Regions from separate parts of the Mus musculus genome. Here regions 1 and 2 are each linked to region 3. The links are chromatin contacts, called in public Hi-C and HiChIP or PLAC-seq maps. All regions are on one chromosome and are shown on one strand. The core of a region is the stretch at or near the end of the contact, and the rest is flanking DNA. Distances in the headings are between cores, read along the strand shown.

The links. Hi-C and Micro-C count contacts between places; a contact is called where the count stands out from the background. HiChIP or PLAC-seq counts read pairs in DNA pulled down with a chosen protein or histone mark.
Region 1: a contact with region 3 is called in a Hi-C map of pancreatic cancer cells, with 1.9 times the contacts expected there. The contact joins two enhancer-like sites. A contact is called at or near these places in 1 of 39 promoter capture datasets (stem cell-derived epiblast-like cells) and 3 of 484 Hi-C or Micro-C datasets (cerebellum, nephron progenitors and pancreatic cancer cells).
Region 2: an HNF4G HiChIP or PLAC-seq map of pancreatic cancer cells shows a contact between it and region 3. The contact joins two enhancer-like sites. A contact is called at or near these places in 2 of 15 datasets of contacts at CTCF or cohesin (CD8 T cells and large pre-B cells), 6 of 484 Hi-C or Micro-C datasets (CD8 T cells, embryonic stem cells, germinal center B cells and 2 more) and 3 of 115 datasets of contacts at active chromatin or transcription factors (CD8 T cells, effector CD8 T cells and pancreatic cancer cells).

The regions. Positions count from the first base shown.
Region 1 is chr8:35,969,206-35,972,754 of GRCm38.p6, reverse strand. No RefSeq gene overlaps it. Among named protein-coding and RNA genes, the nearest start is that of 5430403N17Rik, 88 kb to the right of the region's middle. Within about 2 kb of position 1,499, at least 32 of the 459 cell types and tissues checked have an H3K27ac peak or open chromatin away from gene starts, as enhancers often do. A contact at or near this core is called in pancreatic cancer cells, where this site is marked.
Region 2 is chr8:36,182,485-36,186,529 of GRCm38.p6, reverse strand. No RefSeq gene overlaps it. Among named protein-coding and RNA genes, the nearest start is that of Gm35520, 4.0 kb to the left of the region's middle. Within about 2 kb of position 2,254, at least 188 of the 459 cell types and tissues checked have an H3K27ac peak or open chromatin away from gene starts, as enhancers often do. A contact at or near this core is called in pancreatic cancer cells, where this site is marked.
Region 3 is chr8:36,071,130-36,075,079 of GRCm38.p6, reverse strand. It overlaps Gm39163 (a long non-coding RNA gene), which reads right to left. Exons shown (of 3, transcript XR_870358.2): 2 at 3,848-3,950; 3 at 1,473-1,536. Among named protein-coding and RNA genes, the nearest start is that of Gm39163, 6.8 kb to the right of the region's middle. Within about 2 kb of position 1,624, at least 22 of the 459 cell types and tissues checked have an H3K27ac peak or open chromatin away from gene starts, as enhancers often do. A contact at or near this core is called in pancreatic cancer cells, where this site is marked.

The DNA.
Region 1 (3,549 bases), core at 250-2,749, 100 kb after region 3:
ACACTCTTTCCTGCCCTTGTGGAACTCACCCATTACTGGAGAGATACAAGGAACAAATGAAATAGGAGGTGTTTGGAGCAATGCACGAGAAAGTGAGGGTTCGGTGGAGAAGAAGGCTGAGACCTTGATGGAGAGGAAATGTGATATTGGAAGCTTCAGGATTTCTGAAGCTAACTTAGCCTCGAGCTCTTGAGGATGTAGTTAGATGCACTGGAATCACATCGTGGTCAATGCAAAGACAAGCAAGTAAGCAAACAAAAATGGCAAAGAAACAAGGGTAGAGAAGGATGCTTATGGCCTACAGCTGTTAGGGAACTCTCAGACACGTAGGATTTTACGTAGAGTAAAATAGGCAGGCCGGTTCTCAAGCATACTCAGTTTGAGCATATTCAGTTTAAGGCCATAGCTCCTGAAGGAAGGTAGCCCACGATTCTTGTGCTTGTTTAGTTCGAAATCAATGAAACATGATCCAGAAAAAGGTTTTAGATGCAGCCCATGGAAGGGCACCAAGGAGTTTGCCTCTAAGGATACTTACTGGATATTGGTCTTAGACAACACAGCAACATGATAACTTAGAGAGCTAACTGTGGAGTTCTGTTCAGGGAGATAGGACGTCAAATTTACTGCTTTGAGTGGGGCCTTTGAGTAGCTTTCCTTTTAGATATGGAACCTCTGCATTTGTTCCATAAATGTGTAGTAAGCGTTCTCTTTGCATCATGTTCTATGTGTGCTTAAGTGCTAGGAAAAGACAGGCCCTCTGCTGAAGTAGTTTAGGGATTTAGAGCAAAGGAGACTAAGAGAGTGCATATTCCAGAGGCAGCGAGGGCCTCTCACACCCCAACCTGCTGGGTCAGGAGGTGACTTTGGCTAAAGAGTAAACACAAATTCATACATACACACACACACACACACACACACACACACATACACATACACATACACATAGAGACAGACAGAGACAAAGAGACAGACACAGAGAGACACAGAGAGACACACAGAGAGCCAAGTGCTATGTCTGTGATTCAGGACTTCCGTACCATATTAGATGAAAATTTAGGAAGTTCCTCTTCCAGGGATATAGTTCAGCAGTTCAATTGGAAGAGTGCTAGCCTTGCATTCAGGAGTCGTTGGGTTCAGTCTACAGTGACAAAAATCAAAAACAAAACCAAAACAAAAAAAAAACCCTGGAAGTCCCACAGCCTCTGTCTTAATGACAGAAGCCAAGGAACCGGAGAAACTACAAACAGTAACCTCTCTAGGCTACGAAGACATTAGCGATACTTTACAGAGATGGGAACTGAGGCCCACAGAGTCTACCCACTCTCCTTCTCAGCCATTACATCCCACCAAAGCGAATGATGTGTGCCTGGCATCAACTCCCAAACAGCGAACTCCTCAGGTCTCAACTCTGCCCGAGGCTAGCACATCTCCCCGCCCTTTCTCTCAGCTTCCCCACTTCCTTCTGAGTCAAGGCCTGCCCTCTCTGGCTGCACCTTGCATTCCTTAAGCACTTGCTCACCTCTTACAAGTGACAGCAGATTTTGTTCCTCTCATTGACCTTACTGTGCTGGTTCGCAGCCTTTGTTATGGCTCTATCTGCTCCTGGTTACCTGGGACAAAGTTTTCCTCGTGCAGGTAGATACCACTCTTGGGTTCTTCTGGGTTATCAATCAGCCTTCTGGGTCAGGATCCAGGCTGTCAGTCTCTCCAGGTCTTGTGCAAGTTGAGGGTAGACTGAGAAGGGGCTCCCTCAAAACTTGTGCACAGAGCCACTGTCATACAACACCTTTGTCCTGGCCTTATAAAAATGGAATGCTTAACATCTGAAAGTCTCCTGCCGTCTACTTGGAGAACTGACTATAGCTCTGTGCAATAAAACATAACAATTTCCAGGAAGACTTTAAAATCAGTACAGTTTTCTCTGAATCACAAACCAGTTTCTGCACGTATTCACACAGCTCATCCTTGAATTCTTTTGTCTTATTTTATGTTCCTCTTTAACGATCAATTTTTCAACAGTTTTGTGTGTGTGTGTGTGATTCACGGAGGACAAATCATTGATTGATTGATTCAAACATTTATCAGTGTCTCCAATGTGCCAAGTGGTAGACTGCCTCTGATTTCTGATACCCAGTCAGCAATTAGACACTTAAGATTCGAGGGATACGATGCCAGAAGCAGGTTTATAACGATTTTCTTGGCTAACATGGGTTTGTCTTGACCTCTATGCTCCTTTGGGCTGTGTTGTGCTTTTCTGTTCACCCCTAAGTGAGAGAATATCTTATAATCAATTTGTGTGAGACTCAAGCCTTAAAGTAAGAACTCTAATATGTGATTTATTACTTCCATTTTAGTCTCCAGTGTGTGTGTGTGTCTCCACACCTTAGTTACAGACTACCTAGCTGCCATGTGAAATTCCCTCAGAGCTGAAAGGGAGGGAGGGAGGGAGGGAGGGAGGGAGGGAGGGAGGGAGGGAGGGAGGGAGGGAGGGAGGGAGGGAGGAGATATGGAGCGAGAGCTCCACCTGACCATTCCAATGTGAAGCTTTGTACTTCCCGAGTCTGGAGGTTAGCATCGTGGACTCCATTGCTGCTAGCTCCTCCTTCTAGATTTTCTCCCCTGTCTGATCATGGCCTGCATTTTGGATGATCACTCCTGGTTCTCAGCTTCTGTCCTTGGGCAGCCATGTTATCAGCCCCTTGTGTCGAGAGCCGCCTTTACCATGGGGCGCTGGCTTTAGAATACCTATTTCATCCCTCTGTTGTTGCATGGTGGGATTGGATGTTTTCAGTGTCTTGATCGTCTAAGGCAAGAGTTCTCAGCCTGTGGGTCACAACCTCTCAACAAACCTCGATCACCAAAAACATTTGCTTTATTATTCGTCGCAATAGCAAAATTACGTTTATGGAGGAGCAACAAAAATAATTTTATGGTTGAGGAGTCACCACAGCATGAGGAACTATATTAAAGGGTCACAGTATTAGGAAGGTTGAGAACCACTGGTCTAAGGGATAGTACTCAGCTACAAAGAAAAAAATGTTTTATTATAATGTCTTTTGCAACCAAGGGTGTCAGGAAACCCAGGACAAATGGCTAAACTATGGTGTCTACTGGCATAGCAAAGCACATGCTAGTCTCTAAGTTCTCTCAGCAGGTAGCTGTTACAGAGTCCTTGCTGGCATCCTGGCTCCTCACCCATCCCCCATCCTAAACCTCTCAAGCCCATGAGATTTGCTTCCCTTCCCCTAGTTTGTGATTCCTGAATAACCCTACCATTCAGCTATGGGTTCTGCCCTCTTTTGCTGTCTTGATCCATTTGCCCTCTCTCCTCTCCTCTCCTCTCCTCTCCTCTCCTCTCCTCTCCTCTCCTCTCCTCTCCTCTCCTCTCCTCTCTCTTCTTTTCCTCTCCTGCTCTCCCCACCCCCACCCCATTTCCATGGCCCAGTTCAGTCATATTTAGTCCTCTACTTTCTCACCCCCCGCTCTGGAATCTTCCAGATGCCTCTGGCTGTACTCTCCCTCACAATTGCAATAAAAAAACCTTCTTTG
Region 2 (4,045 bases), core at 1,005-3,504, 110 kb before region 3:
TAAGACGTGGCAAGGGGCGCTTCGACTTTCAACTCTGTCTTGAACATTCACTTGGATAATTACCTTTATGTTGGCTCCTTCACGCAATGGAACTCCCCAAGATGAAAGACATGAATGGAGGGGGGATTAGAATTATCAGAGAGAGAACTCTTTTGTTTCCAATGGAGGGTGTCAAGCAGAGGGCTTTAGCGACCACGGGACAAACATTCTAGATCCAACTTTTATCTTCAGCCTTAAGTTGAAATTTAAAGTGCAGTCTAACTAACTATAAAGAGCTCTTTATTTGGAAAGGCGTCTATTGAGGCTCCGTTCTTCCTTATATCACATTGTAATGAAAAAGTCAAACATTAAGCAAACCCTGCCTGTAGGCACAGTAGCCCGTCCTGCAGACATTTTGCTATACAATGAAAGGCTTAGTGTGGATAAACTAGTGGCTTCAGGGTTTCTTCCCAGGTAAAGTCTGGTTAAATCCACCGACCACAGGCAGATCCCTGATTCACAGATTCATATAAAGGCATGTGTGACTTTATAGACTCTATGGATGTAGAAATAGCTATACCTAACCATTTATTATGTATCTCATTAAACCTGTGCTAAGAAAAACCTTTCCTACTGTAATTCCAACCAGAAACATTTGAATTGGACTGTACAGACAGTTCTCATAAGTGCCAGGTTATTTTATAAGGCTGAAAAGGAGTTTTAAATAAGCATATAAAACTTCTAACTGAGCCATCCACCAAAGAGCATACAAGGGCTGGCTGGACCAAAGCCCCAGGCACATACGTAGCAGAGGGCTGCCTTGTCTGGCCTCATGGGAGAGGATGTGCCTAATCCTGCAGGGATTTGATGCATCAGAGTAGGGAGATATGGGGGGGGGCACCATCTCAGAGGCAAAGGGGAGGTGGGATAGAGGGAGGGACTCTGGGGGGCTGGGAGAAGGGCAGTGTGTGGAATGTAAATAAACAAATCAATAAATTAATTTAAAAAAGAAAACTCATTTTAGCACCCGTCTTTGAAACCTTAGCAACACACTTTACTAAGATTATGAAAAGTCAGCAAAAATCGCAAAGCACCCTGGGATCTCACTTGATGTGCCCTACGCAAGAGCACTGGACATTTCTCCACTCAAGGAAGTTTCTATGAGCAAATGCACTGATGCCCGGCATCTGCAGGGGACTGTGTTCTGCTGAGTCGGCTCAAGCATAAAACGAGAAGTTTCCATCAAAGTCAAGTTAAGATTGATGTTAATTTACAAGTTTTCAGTTGGATTGCCCTGGGGCTAAGAGATCGTGAACATTCTTGGGCCAGATGTTCCCACTCTAGAGTGATAGTCATTTTCTGGTTATTTGGGAAAAAAAAAACTGAGTTGGCTTCTGGAACATTTATCTAAGTACATGGCAGGACCAGGAAATATGTCTATTGACATTCGAAATTAAAAAAAAAATGTTTGCAGCTAGAAGAAAAACAGGAAAAAAATGCAGTGTTTCTTAAAACGGAGTCTCTCGGATGCTGATAGACACATCTCATCTGAACTGTGGACAGCGTTTCTGTTTTCTGTTTCAGTAGCATAGATGGAAATTAGCCAAAAAAAAAAAAAACCCAGAAATTTAAAATTACTATAAAACTGCTCTCGATTTTTCTAATTAAAGAGCAGGTTAGTCTGCTTCATAGAAGGGCTAAATTAGAGAACACCTAATAAGAAATACAACTTAAGGCAACCCCTGGCAGGAGAAGGTGAGTCAAATTAAAAGACTGAGGTTTTCTTTTTCAATACTAATAAAGAAGGCCCTTTTAAGTCATTCATTACTCCACATAAAGCCTTCTACTGGACTGCTTTCCTGTATTCTTTTATAGAAAGTACATTCACTTTAATATTTATGTAGACTAAGCGTGCCCCTTCTTTGATGATCACTAACTGGCTATGTGGCCTCTCTGGAGTGACACCAAAACCTAAATCAAGAGTCCAAACTAATGTTACATTGGCTGTTTCAATACTGTGGTAGTTAGAGTTCAAATCAACAAACCCTGTTTGCTTTGCCAATAACAAGACTGGTAGAGTTGCTGGCTTTGGGGAGACATAGCATTTAATATTTTCAGAAGAAAAAAGAAAAAAAAATCGAGTGTAACAATGCACATTTCGAATGTGGCCACCAGAGGTCTACTGACACTGCAGAGCGAGCAGGCTGCAGGAGCGTGGGCGCAGACTGGTGCATGCGTACTCTGCCTGGTGGGGCCAGAGACTCTCCAGCCCTGCCCTGGTCTGCTGAGTCAGAGCTGCTCTGTAACCCCCACAGGTGACTCAAGTATGCGAGGGAGTGTGAGAAAGACTGCTGCCAGGGTTGAAAAGGAAATGTGGTGTATCCCGTGTGTGATGGAGATTAAGATATTTAAAAGTCCAGGCAAAGGCAGGGCATGGAGGCACCCATATTTAATTCCAGCATGTGGGCAGGAGGCAGAGGCAGGTGGATCTCCTAGTTCAAAGCCAGTCTGGTCTACTAGTGAGTTACAGGACAGTCAAGGCTAAACAGTGAACACACCTCACCACCCGCGCCTCTCTCTCTCTCTCTCTCTCTCTCTCCCCCTCCCTCTCCCCCTCTCCCTCCCTCCCCCCTCTCTCCTCCCTCCCCCTCTCTCTCTTTCTCCCTCCCTCCCTTCTCTCTTCTCTCCCTCCCTCTCCCCTTCTTCCCCATTTCCCCCTCCCTCTCCCCCTCTTCCCCTTTCCTCCCTCCTCCCCATATTTCTCTCTCTCTCCCTCCCTCCCTCCCTCTCCCCCTCTTCCTCATTTCCCCCTCCCTCTTCCCCTTTCCTCCTCTCCCCCCCCCCACTTTAAACATTTTTCCTAACAATGTTACAACTCAAAAGCTATTTTCTTTTCAAAACGTTCTACCTGGACCTGGTGCCACAGAACTGTCATCACACATCTTGAGATCAAGAGGCAGGAAGGATCACAAGGTCAAGGCCTGCCTGGGCTACAGAGTGAACTCATATCAAACAAGACTGCCTCAAAATAAAAGATTAACATGGGTTTGGAGGTATAGATCGGTGGTAGAATATTTACTTGGCATGTGTAATGCCCTAGCTTCAAACTCTGGTACAAAATCATTTAAGTGACCAAGGCTGTATTTTTAATTTGCAATTTAGCTTCCAGATATTTGAAGATGAAGAAGCTCTAAATATCACCTAACATGTACAGGTCTAAATGTTCTCGTTTAACAGAAGAAATTATCTGACCAGGACTGAAGTGGCATTCCACGCTCAATATAAGATAGTTAGCTGTCTTTAACTAGAACCAAGTTCTCCAGAGGTGTCCCTGAGGCTGCAGGACCTCACTCTTGTATGGAGGTGGGGCTAAGCTAGGGAAGCATCATGGGAAGGGCAGGCTTTGTCCATCAATCAAGATGTGCAGAGCCCTGGACTCAGAGGTTCCTCTCCTACTCCAATGTGCCAGGATTCCTTCAAGTATATCGAGACTGTTAGACTGATTTTTCTCTGTTCCCCATATTTCTCAGGGACAGGGATGTCTCCATGGTTCTCTGTGTTACCATCAGTATACTCCCAACAACTCTGTCTTCACAGAATACATATCCAGTCACTGAGTCTGTGTCTCTCTCTCTCTCTCTCCCTCTCTCTCTCTCTCTCTCCCCCTCTCTCTCTCTCTCTCCCTCTCTCTGTCTTTCTCTGTAGACCTGGCTGACCTCGAACTCCCGGTGTAGATCAAGCCCACAGAGGTCAGCCTGCCTTTCACTGTAAAGGCATGCAACACCACACTGGGCTCTCACTTGGCTCTTCCTTAAATCAATCCAGCCAGCACTCATAGCCTCCCCTTCGCTGCCATCCTCCCAAACCACTGTACTTTCCCTTTAAATGGATTAGGCATAACTCCAATATCTACCACCTCTCTGTACAACACGCTACCGCCATGGTTCTGCTGGATCTTCCGCTCAGTGGCCTATGTCTTCCTTCTTACCTGGGAGGGAAGTTGGATTTAGAGGCTGATCAATCTCCAAGTAACCTGGGAACGAGACCACCCAAAGGAACCTATCAG
Region 3 (3,950 bases), core at 375-2,874:
CTCTGCTAAGTGCTGGTAGACTGAGCTGAAATAATGAATGCTCAGAGTCCAATGTCACTGTTGAAATTTGCTGGTGGATCTTGCTTATTCTATATACTGTAGTTCTGTGTATTGAAATAGACACTGTCTCACACAGTAACATGACACAACTTCCTGGCATTCAGCACATTTTGGAGCAAAAGCATGACGCTAAGACCTCTGACAGGATTCTACTTTGACCCCTTGTAGATTACAAAGGGGACATTCTTTTTTCAAGACAGCCATGGAGATCAGCTTAATCACTCTCAGATTATGGTTTGTTAACTATTTATAACTTTGAGTTGACGAAAAAAAAAAACAAAAACAAAAACAAACAGAACCAGACCCCCTCTAGTCAAATTCCCAAGGACCAAATGGAAAACAAAACAAAACAAAAAACAAAAAAAGAAGAACTCAGTAACTTTCTTAACACTTGGTTTCCACTCAAATATTTGACTAAATATTGTAGAAAGCAATGTATCATTATTGTTACCTCTACAAATCCCTTCTGCTCAATGGGTTTGATCAGGAGAGAGCTCTTTCAAGGACTCCAATTTGTACTACTAATACAAATGCCTCATTTTGTATTTGTAGAGGGTGTTGCTAAAAAAGAGGTCAGGTCATTATAAGGCAGTTTGGTTGAGTCCATTACACTTGACACCTCTGAAAGCTGATCGAAGGTATCAACTTCCAGATTCATTTCAAGACACACAGGGAGTCTTCTGGAAATGATGATCAAGTTTTGAGCATGGAAAAGCAGCACAGAGAGGCACCTCCACCTTAAAAGCATCCATAGGTTCAGTATTTCCTCATGAGCATCCTCCGAAGTCTCTAGCCACATCCTCATACAGTGACATTGGGTTACCCTCCCTCTCACCTGCTTCTCTTACACATTCTGCTGCTGATATCTGCTGTCATTTATGTTGGTTTCCCTAAATGCCCACCAGAGAAGATGCCCACCAAGTACTTTGGAAAGAAAAGAGAGAGAGGCATGAAGAATGGAGAATGAAAGCAAAAGTTCACTTATCACATCTACAAAGACACTGGGGGAGATAGAACTTGTATGTAGTCTGATAAAACAAAACATTAACATTTAATAGGAGAATAAAATATTTATAGCCAAGAAAGATTTACTTAGGATCAAAATACAATTTATAATTTAACAGGTGCTATATGGGCCTTATGCAAAGAAAAATGAGTGTAATACAATGGGATTGCAAGTCATAAATATAAACTAAATGGGTAAGTTTTCATTACTAAGAATGGCCTATAATATTAGCTATGCAGAGAAGAGAACATAAAATAAAGGGGCTACTAAAATCTGTTTCTTGAGTGACTACACAGTCTCCGTAAACTTCTAAAAGATTTTAAAAGTCAACAAAGAACTATTATTGAAATAAAGACTCCTTACTTATCATATTTATATTTTATAAAAACAAAATACTTTAGTCAGTCTTACCGATAAGTGGTTGATTTAATTCTTTGTAAATGACGGGCTTTTCTTTTTCTCCTTTGTAACTGGAACAAAGCAAACACGTGGGTTAATCATTAACGGACTCCCCAAGCCTTCCTTCTTCTTCCACTCCTTAAACAACAAGATCATAAATCTTTGAGCTTCTCTTGGCGTTATCTCGGCTGAGGTTCAGAGTTTAACATTGTGTTCCATGAGCCACAAGCCTTGCCACCAAAGAGCTCCTGAGTGCAGACAGTCACCAGCCACCCAGACTGCCTTCAAACCCATTTCTCTAAGGATTCACACGTATGTGGTTACATTATGGAAAAAATAAGTAAATAAAACTTTACATTTTGGACCAGTTTTGGATTTTTCTGTTGCTGTGATGAAATACTCTGGACAAAAGCAACTTAAAGGTTTAGTTGGCTCCCAGTTCCAAATTAAAGTCCACCATTGCAGAGTGGCAGGAGCATGAGAGAAGTCACATTCTAGCCTTCCACTGAATTATTGCATGCGAGTTCTTGCTTACTGTTTTTACAGTTCTTCCTCTACTGATGTCCAGCCCAGGGTCCTCTGCCTAGGGAATGGCACCACCCACAATTAGAGTGGGCTTTCCACTTTAATTAAGGAGATCAAGACCATTCTTCACATACATTCCCAGAAGTTAACCTTAAGGTCAATAATACCTCACAGGTGTGCCTGAGGCCTGCCTCCTTGGTGTCAAGCTGGCAGATTTATAAAGGGGGGAAAATGTAAGTATAATTTAGAAAACCCCTACATTCCCTGAATCTAGTGTCCCATGTTACTATGGTCTGTTTGCTATAATTCATACATCAATATTAACGCAGTATAAAGAATACAAGTCTACAGTGTATTTATGTATATTTCCTTAGTTCTTAAGTAATTGGTCTCCCCCCCCCCCGCTTTATTCTGGTTTTGGGCCCCGTTCCAGGCAATATGTGACAGCTATCAGATGTTCTTAAGCACCTTGGTTGATGACTTTGACCGTTTATGAGATGAGGTGTAGTCACCTGTCTTGTAGAATGTAGCTTAAGTGGAATTCATCCCCCTTCTCTCATGACCCCACATAGGTTTGAGGAGCAAGCAAGAGTCTGGCTGAATTGAACCCACTGGATCTGTTCTTATTGTGACTGTTGACTGTTGTTGGCTGTGATCTCTGAGGGAGCGTTTTGTTTGCTTTAGCAAGCAGTCACTTTCCTCTCCCTTTGCACATACTCTCTGGGAGAAGTTAGTTACCCTGTACAACCTATACTCAACAAGTATTGGTCTCACCTCCATCAGGGACATGATGCACTTTGAGTATTTGATTTCCCCTCGTGTGCAAATATTTCTTCCTTACCTCGTTCCTCTTACTCTGTGTTCTTCTACCTCAAAACCTGAAACCCGTGTGGAGTCAAGGAAAAGTAGGGAAAATGAATTCCAATTGAGGTACGTTCCAGAAAACAGGTACATTCCTCATCTTCTAAACTGCCAAAGTCACCACACAGGGGCTTAGGAACACGTGACAATAAGGTGTCACATATTGCCTGGAGTGGGATCCGGAGCCTGCTCTATTCAATATTTCATGTTGGCATAGACACTTATTTTACCAGGCCATATGCTGATTCTTCTTTGTGGCTCAAACTGTTCTAACTTTGAGCATGAGGTGATCGTTGTCGGCTTCTGCATCTCTTTGAGATGTCCTTTCATTGTGCGTATATGTCCATGTGTATCCATGTGTGTGGAGTACACATGTGTGGAAGGTGCATGTGTATGTGTTTCCATGAGTGTGTGGAGGCCAGAGGTCAGCCTAGGGTATCAGTCTTCAGAAGCCACCCTCCATGGCTCCTTAGCCCAATAGGCTAGCCTGGGCCAGCAAGCTCCAGCAATGCTCCTGGCTCCACCTTTACAAGACTGGGTTTACAAGCAAAAATAATCATGCCCAGATTTTGCACATGTGTCCTAAGGATGGAACTCGGATCCTTATTCACATACAGGAAGTACTGTACTAACTGAGCCATTTCCCTGGCTTGTTTTGTAGGACTTAGAGGTACAGTCTTACTTTCTGGCACGGTGAGATTCTGGTCCCTTCATCTGTATTTTCTGACGCCAGACCAACAATTAATCTTTCTTTCCATGAACCCTCATTTCTTCTATTGGAGACTTAGAAGGTGCCATTTAGAAACAAGATCTGGGCACTAGGTTTGTAACCTGGCATTTATCCTAGTCCCTCTAAGTTGGCATGACAGCAAAGCGCCTCTATAAATATTCTGTATGTAAGCAAAGCACACTCAGATGCATTTGGAGCTATCATAAGCTGAAGATAAATTCATATTGAGTGGTCCAATTTAAGTGCAGGAACTCATGGATGCTTACCTGTCAACTTTTATTCCAACGGGGGAGTGGGGGCGGGCAATGTCTGAGCCCTGCCACTCACCATGCATTCACTTGCTCACTTCCAGTCTGCATATACAGCAGC